2 separate regions of the Zea mays genome follow, and region 2 is linked to region 1. Evidence: chromatin contacts called from public Hi-C data. All regions are on one chromosome and are shown on one strand. The core of a region is the stretch at or near the end of the contact, and the rest is flanking DNA. Distances in the headings are between cores, read along the strand shown. Region 1 holds the start of LOC100284537. Region 2 holds the start of LOC103635788 (Putative RING zinc finger domain superfamily protein).

What was found. A called contact is a pair of places that touch in the nucleus more often than the background predicts.
Region 2: a contact with region 1 is called in a Hi-C map of leaf, with 2.9 times the contacts expected there. The contact joins the promoter of LOC103635788 here to the promoter of LOC100284537 in region 1. A contact is called at or near these places in 4 of 25 Hi-C or Micro-C datasets (bundle sheath, ear, leaf and 1 more).

The regions. Positions count from the first base shown.
Region 1 is chr8:120,669,129-120,672,912 of Zm-B73-REFERENCE-NAM-5.0, reverse strand. LOC100284537 reads left to right here and starts at 1,949. Exons shown (of 3, transcript NM_001372002.1): 1 at 1,949-2,609; 2 at 2,688-2,943; 3 at 3,027-3,353. The coding sequence starts at 1,983. The coding sequence ends at 3,214.
Region 2 is chr8:120,901,867-120,905,615 of Zm-B73-REFERENCE-NAM-5.0, reverse strand. It overlaps LOC103635788 (Putative RING zinc finger domain superfamily protein), which reads right to left and starts at 1,545. Exons shown (of 1, transcript XM_008658163.4): 1 at 1-1,545. The coding sequence starts at 1,185.

The DNA.
Region 1 (3,784 bases), core at 700-3,199:
GTGGCACTCAAGTTTTATCTTTGGATCACTTGAGAGGGGTTGAGTGCAACCCTTGACGAAGGAGGTCACCACAACGTGGAGTAGGCATTGGCTAAACCACGGTAAAAATTGTCGTGTCTCTTCTCTATTTTTTTATTGCGATTATCGTCTTCTTGAGTGCTCATATTCACTTGGAATATTACTCCTAGTTTAATACTCATTTCAATAGAGCAATCAAGTAAAGAGTTCTCTTCTCTCTTCTCTTCTCATCCAAACTTGGTTTTAGTTTTCGCTAACACATTTATTAGACCAAGTATGTGTTGTTTGGAGCAAGTTTTGCAGGATCACCTATTCACCCCCTCTAGGTGCTCTCAGGTAAAGCGAGAATGTTTACACTTTGGAACCTTTATAATTAGGGATGGTTCACAAGTCAGGTTTTGGGAAGATAAATGGTTAGGGAATTCAACTTTGAGGGAGTAGTATCCTTGCCTGTATAATATAGTCAGACTTAAATAAATTACTGTTGCAGAAGCCCTTAATACGTCTCCCCCAAATCTCTCATGGAACAGATTAATTACATGCATTGCTAACATTGTAATGACCAATGGGCGAGATGAATTTCGGTGGAACTTAAACCTAGATGGATTTTTTTTGTAAAATCTCATTATTTCGGTGGAACTTAAAACCTAGGTGGCTACCAAGGAGCGACAACTACTTGTTGGTCGTTATGGCTATGCAGAAATGGTACATTTTTTTATTAAAAAAACTTACATCTTCTCCTTTGCAGGTTATCTTCTCGGTTATTCATTGGCTCCGTACGTGACAATTTTACAAAAGCCAACTTTACAGGAATTAGATCTTGTGGCATCACACAGATTGGAGGAGGTGGTTAAGGAGATTTTTACTCAGACACATGGGTGGCGGTCTAGTCTACAGATTGATAGTCATTAGTGTGTTTGGTACAAGTTTATCTGTGTTTATAGGTTGTGTGCATCTCGCTATGCAGAGGTCGGGAGTTTTTTTCAAGATGTTGTATCAACTCGATGTAATGACCTTGAAAATTAATAAAGCTTATTTTTATGGAAAAATGTGGGTATGTATGAGCAAAAAAATTGACAAATCTTGTAGAATATACTCGTCACTTTGTTTATATCAAAATTCAGAAGGAACTCTCTTTCTTATACAGCTAGCATATAGACCATGCTAACGCTACGATCACAAAGAGGGGGAGGTCGACGGCGGCGCAAAGAGAGGGCAGGGGTTGGCGGCGGCTGAGATGAAGTGAGGGCGGAGGGCGACGGAGACGCGGGGAGGGGGAGAGGGAGGCTGGGGCGACAGGGTCGCTGGGAGGGAGATGGGAAGGAATGAGAGATGATTCAAATAATATTATCTATTGTATTTGAGCGAATAAAGAAGGGGGTTATCCAGCGATATGAACTGTTGGTTTTATTGGTGTGTAAAGTCTGGGTGTAGTTTGTTTGGTGGATTTAGTGGAGGCTATGTGTGTGGGGTGATTTGGTTAGGTAAGTTTTGCAAAATTTAAACTGGTGGATTGTATATTGATATAGATAGTAGTTATAAATATAGATAAAAACAAAACAAAGATAAAATGTCTGTCAATTATAAACTCAATAAAACAAAAGCAGTACTGATATGAGACGTCTTGCCGACTTTGATCCGCACAAGTATTCCGTTGCGCGCGGCGCATTTTGCGTTACCAGGACAGGACTCCTTAGTTGCGCAAGCCAAAATTTTCGTACACTTTTCGTTGTCGCGCGATCAATCTTGCCGGGACAGGCCATGAGATAGAGACCGGTTTCAACAAACTCGCCCATGACGCGGGGGAAACAGAGGCGTGCGGATGCCGATCACCTGTTTTGTTGTGCCTAGGTCAGGCGGACTCCAAAGTTCGTCCCACGACCATCCGGCGGCCATATACCGTGCCCCTCCCGCGCACGCACTATATATACACGGCCAACCTAGCTAGACTGCACGAATAAGCAATGGCGCGCATCATGGCAGCCATCGCGATCTTGCTCGCCGCCTTCTTCGTCCTCGCTCCGGATCTGGCCACCGCAGCGGCAGCGGCAGCGGCAGCGCCGCAGAGCGCCGTCCCGGCCGTGTTCGCGTTCGGGGACTCCACGCTGGACCCGGGCAACAACAACGGCCTGGCCACGCTGGTGCGCGCCGACCACGCGCCCTACGGCCGCGGCTTCCCGGGCGGCGCGGCCACGGGCCGCTTCTCGGACGGCAAGCTCATCACCGACTACATCGTCGAGTCGCTCGGCATCAAGGACCTCCTGCCGGCGTACCGCGGCAGCGGCCTCACCGTGGCGGAGGCGTCCACGGGGGTCAGCTTCGCGTCGGGCGGGTCCGGCCTCGACGACCTGACCGCGCAGACCGCCATGGTGTCCACGTTCGGCTCGCAGATCACCGACTTCCAGGCCCTGCTCGGCAGGATCGGCATGCCCAAGGCCGCCGGGATCGCCAACAGGTCGCTCTACGTGGTCTCCGCCGGCACCAACGACGTCACCATGAACTACTTCGTCCTGCCGGTCCGGACCATCAGCTTCCCCACCGTCGACCAGTACAGTGCCTACCTCATCGGCAGGCTCCAGGGATACATCCAGGTACGTCGTTTGGATCAATCTAGCTAGCGCTGATGGTCACTTTGGTCGCTAATGATGGACAAAAAAAATAAAAAACAGAGCTTGTACAAGCTGGGAGCCCGGAACTTCATGGTGTCCGGCCTGCCGCCGGTGGGGTGCCTGCCGATCACGAAGAGCCTCCACAGTCTCGGGTCGGGAGGTTGCGTCGCCGACCAGAACGCGGCCGCGGAGCGGTACAACGCGGCGCTGCGGCAGATGCTGACCAGGCTGGAGGCCGCGTCCCCCGGCGCCGCGCTCGCGTACGTCGACGTGTACACCCCGTTGATGGACATGGTCGCGCAGCCCCAGAAATACGGTGAGCGCGCGGCAACCAGGGTTTACAATATCGAGCACCTGCTCTGCTGATTATTTTTTTTTAATTTGCTGCGCGCGCTGCAGGTTTCACCGAGACGAGCCGAGGCTGCTGCGGGAACGGTCTGCCGGCGATGGGGGCGCTCTGCACCAGCGCGCTGCCGCAGTGCCGGTCGCCGGCGCAGTTCATGTTCTTCGACTCGGTGCACCCGACGCAGGCCACCTACAAGGCTCTCGCCGACCACATCGTCCAGTCACAAAAACCTAAGACTTAGATTAGATTAGATTAGGAACGGCATTGCACATGAAGCTGGCTAGCTCGGTGCTTTTTGTAGATCCATTTATTAGCAGGCATGCAGAGATCGAGATGTTTACATAGCGAAGTTTTTAATATACAGAGAGTCGTTTATTTTGAAAGTTCCGTGTCGACGAAATAAGTGAGGGCTTTACTCGCCTTGATTTGTTACCTTACCCCTGCCGATTAATCTCGACTTGAAATAGGTGACCATACTCGTAGGTTGAAACATGGATTCGGATCACATATTAATATAAATATGATAGTATATCTGTTGATGAAGACGATAAGCTAGTACCCAACAAGATGTAACCTCCAATGCAAACGACCTGCAGTTTGCAGGCTAGAACCAACTATACAAGCAAGGTTGTTTCTATGCCATATCATAAATTTGTTTGCATGGGTTCTTTACTAAACTGAGCAGTGGATCCTAGTCATACAAAAATTGAGAAAAGAGCTATAGGTGCTGCCTTCTCTCACGTTGGTCGAATTAGGGTGCTGTTTGGTTCAAAAAATGTAACGCAAATGGTAATGGTAATGGTTTCGGCTC
Region 2 (3,749 bases), core at 296-2,795, 230 kb before region 1:
TTCCGCTTCCCTTTGCAACCTCCTCGCTCTCAACCTAGTAGTCATTCGGCCAAGACGGCTTGCATGCTGAGCAGTTTCCGAAACAGATAGTTCAGGAGTCCCTTCAAATCTACTCATGCTATTCGCTAAGTGCTGATCAAAAATGCGCCTCCACGTAGACAAAAAACCATGTGCCTCACCAAGCCGTCTAGATATGGGTCGCAAATGGTGGAACTGCTGCCGGAAGCTCTCTAGCCGATTCCCATGTGGCCTTGGTGGAATCTTGGGGCCAGATGCGTTACCATCCTCTGCGACCTTCTCCATAGCCGAACCTGAATTCCCTCTCCCATAGATAGGAGTAATGTTCCCTTCAGTAACCTCTCCTTTGCAGACAGGGCATTCCTTATGGCTGGAGTGGACATGCAACCACTGATATAAACAAGGCCAGCAGAAGAGGTGGCCACAGGAGGTAACCACTGGTTCATCAGCCATTTCAAAACAGATATTACACTCGAACATTGCGGTACTCTTACCATGCTCTGTTCCATCGTCCTCTGAGACACCCACAACTGCACCCTCAGCAGCCACCTTGTTCTCCTCCACAGTATCATGGACAGGTTCTTCGGGTTCAGGTGGTTGCACTGCAGCATCATTCTCCAGACTAGGGGCCTCTGAGCTTAGAGGTGGAAGGTCGGAGCGGAACCGTCTTGGCCGGAAGTACCTAGATCCGCCCAAGGACATCAAGCGGCGGTAGCGCTCGGCACGATCCGGGCGGAATGAAGAAGATGCGGTCGACGACGAAGGCCGGTCTAAACGCTCGACCAGACCGAGTTGCGCGTCGGAAAAACCAAACTCAAGCTCATCAGCGAGCACAGGTAAAGCCCCTGGAACCGGCAGTGGTGGCGGAGGCACATAGGGGGGATGCGCCTCGGGCGCGAACGGGCTGTAGGGCTCGTGCACCGGGGTCGGCGGGCGCACCAGTTCGGCGCGGGACGGCGAGTAGGGCGGGTGGAGTGGATCCGTCTCCAGCGGCGGCGCGTCCGCGGAGGCGGCCGAGGACGAGGGAGACGACGAAGACAGCATCGGAGTGCCCAGCGCGAGGTCGGAGCCGAGATCGGGGCGTGGGGCGCGCGGGGCCCGGGGGAGACCGAGGTAGAGGTTCAGATCCATCCGTCTGCTGCTCCGCGCCGCGTCATCGGCGGCCATCCGGCGGGCGAGACGCCCGCCTTAATTGTAGCGCGCTATCACACCTCTTCCTCCGCCGGCGCGGTCGCGAAGCTCACGCCTTCCTAGCTCCGCCCCACCATGGCAGGCCCCGGCGCGGGGCCCGCGCGAACAGGCTAAAGAAACCGCTGGAGTTCGGCGCATAGGGGGCACCGCTCCTCGAGGCGGCCGCAGTCGGCAGCTATGGCTTCAGATTCGGTGGAGTTGGTGGCTGCGAGGGCGGCGACGCGGCGGCGGCGGTGAGGGTGAGGAATTGGGAATGCTGTCACACGGAGAGAGAGGGAGAAAGAGAAAGAGAGAGGGGTGGGACGGATATAACTTCTAGTATCAAGAAAGACTTTGGAATAATATGATTTTAAAATGTCATGATATAACTACAGTATTTTTATATTACTTTTAGCACTATATATTTGAAGACAGAGAATCTTAAACCATAGTATTTAGTATATATATGCAAAGTCCAGTCATAGATAAAAAAACTTTGGGTTGGAGTGAAGTTTTTGAAAGGGAATTAGGCTTACACCTATTTTTTAATTGATTTTGGTGGTTGAATTGCCCAACACAAATAATTGGACTAACTAGTTTGTTCTAGTCTATAAGTTCTACAGGTGCCAAAGGTTCACAATAAGCCAATAAAAAGACCAAGAAAAGGGTTCAAGCAAGAGAGCAAAAGACAACCCGGAAGGCACCCTGGTCTGGCGTACCGGACTGTCCGGTGTGCCACCGGACAGTGTCTGGTGCACCAGGGAACTCGACGCCCAACTCTTCACCTTCGGGAATTTTCAGAGGAGCTCCGCTATAATTCACCGGACTGTCCGGTGCACCATCGGACAGTGTCCGGTGCCCCAAGAGAGAGCAACTCTGAACTCGCCAGCTTCGGGAATCCGCTCCGCTATAATTCACCGCAGTGTCCGGTGCACACCGGACTGTCCGGTGTGACAGCGGAGCAACGGCTACTTCGCGTGCAACGGTCGACTGCAACACATTAAATGCGCTCCTGCGCGCGCAGAGGAGCAGAGCACGCGCGGGTGGCACACCAGACAGCCTACAGGGCCTGTCCGGTGCACCACCGGACAGCCAGGCAGGCCCACAAGTCAGAGCTCCAACGGTCGGAACCCAACGGCCAGGTGACGTGGCTGGCGCACTGGACAGTGTTCGGTGGCGCACCGGACTGTCCGGTGCGCCCGTCGACAGCTGCTTCCACCAACGGTCAAATTTGATGGTTGAGGCTATAAATACCCCAACCACCCACACATTCAAGTCATCCAAGTATTCCACCTTCCAACTACTTACAAGAGCTCTAGCATTCAATACAAGACACACCAAAAAGATCAAATCCTCTCCCAACTCCACACAAAGCTTTAGTTATTAGAGAGAGTGATTCGTTGTATTCTTTTTGAGCTCTTGCGCTTGGATCGCTTCTTTTCTTTCTTATTCTTCTTGCGATCAAACTCATTTGTAATCGAGGCAAGAGACACCAATTGTGTGGTGGTCCTTGCGGGAACTTTGTGTTTCGATTGATTGAGAAGAGAAGCTCACTCGGTCTAGGTGACCGTTTGAGAGAGGGAAAGGGTTGAAAGAGACTCGGTCTTTGTGACCACCTCAACGGGGAGTAGGTTTGCAAGAACCGAACCTCGGTAAAACAAATCATCGTGTCTCACTCTTTATTTGCTCACGTTTTGTTTTGCGCCCTCTCTCTCAGACTCATTTATATTTCTAACGCTAACCCGGCTTGTAGTTGTGCTTAAGTTGTTAAAATTCAGATTCGCCATATTCACCCCCCCCCTCTAGGCGACTTTCAGTTTTCAATACTCCAAAAAATACTATGGTATCACAAAACCATGGTATTCAAAACAAAAAAAAATTACAATGCAATCAAACACCTATTGGCAAAAAAAACTATGGTATTCTCCAATATCATAGTTTTGGCTCAAAACTCTAAAAATACGTTGTTTCCATGTTTGAGATTATAATCTGTTCAGGTTATATAATCCAACAACTTTTAAACTAACGCTTAGTTCAAAAGTTGTTGGATTATATAATATGGATAGATTATAATTCCAAACAAACACCCCCTAAATTGCACTCTGGATCCTTAACCTTGTCTAGTTGTGTGAACTCAATTCGTAGGGCATGTTTAGTTCGTTGCCACGTCTAAAGTGAGATAGGTTTAACCGAGTTAAGCGTGCATTTGGTTTGTAGTCACAGTTGTGGCAAAAATTTTCTCTTTCTATGTAGGTCTCGCTCGTCAATGACTCATAAAGTGTGGCAAAATTCCCTTAGACATGCCTAAGGTGTGGCGCAGAATTTAAGCGCTTAACCTTAGACAAGTGTGGAAAAAAAATATGTGGTATTTTTTGGCACTTAGGCATGCAACCAAACATGCCCATAAACTTTTAAAGTATGTCTTCTAAGGGTCTAATTTCTGTTTAGGTCTCTATTACGTCCTAATGGGTTGTTGTGGCCCACATGTCAGTCGTCGAAGAAGGAAAGAGAATGGTGGACATGGTCTAATAGACCACGACAACTACATGTAGGTCACACCC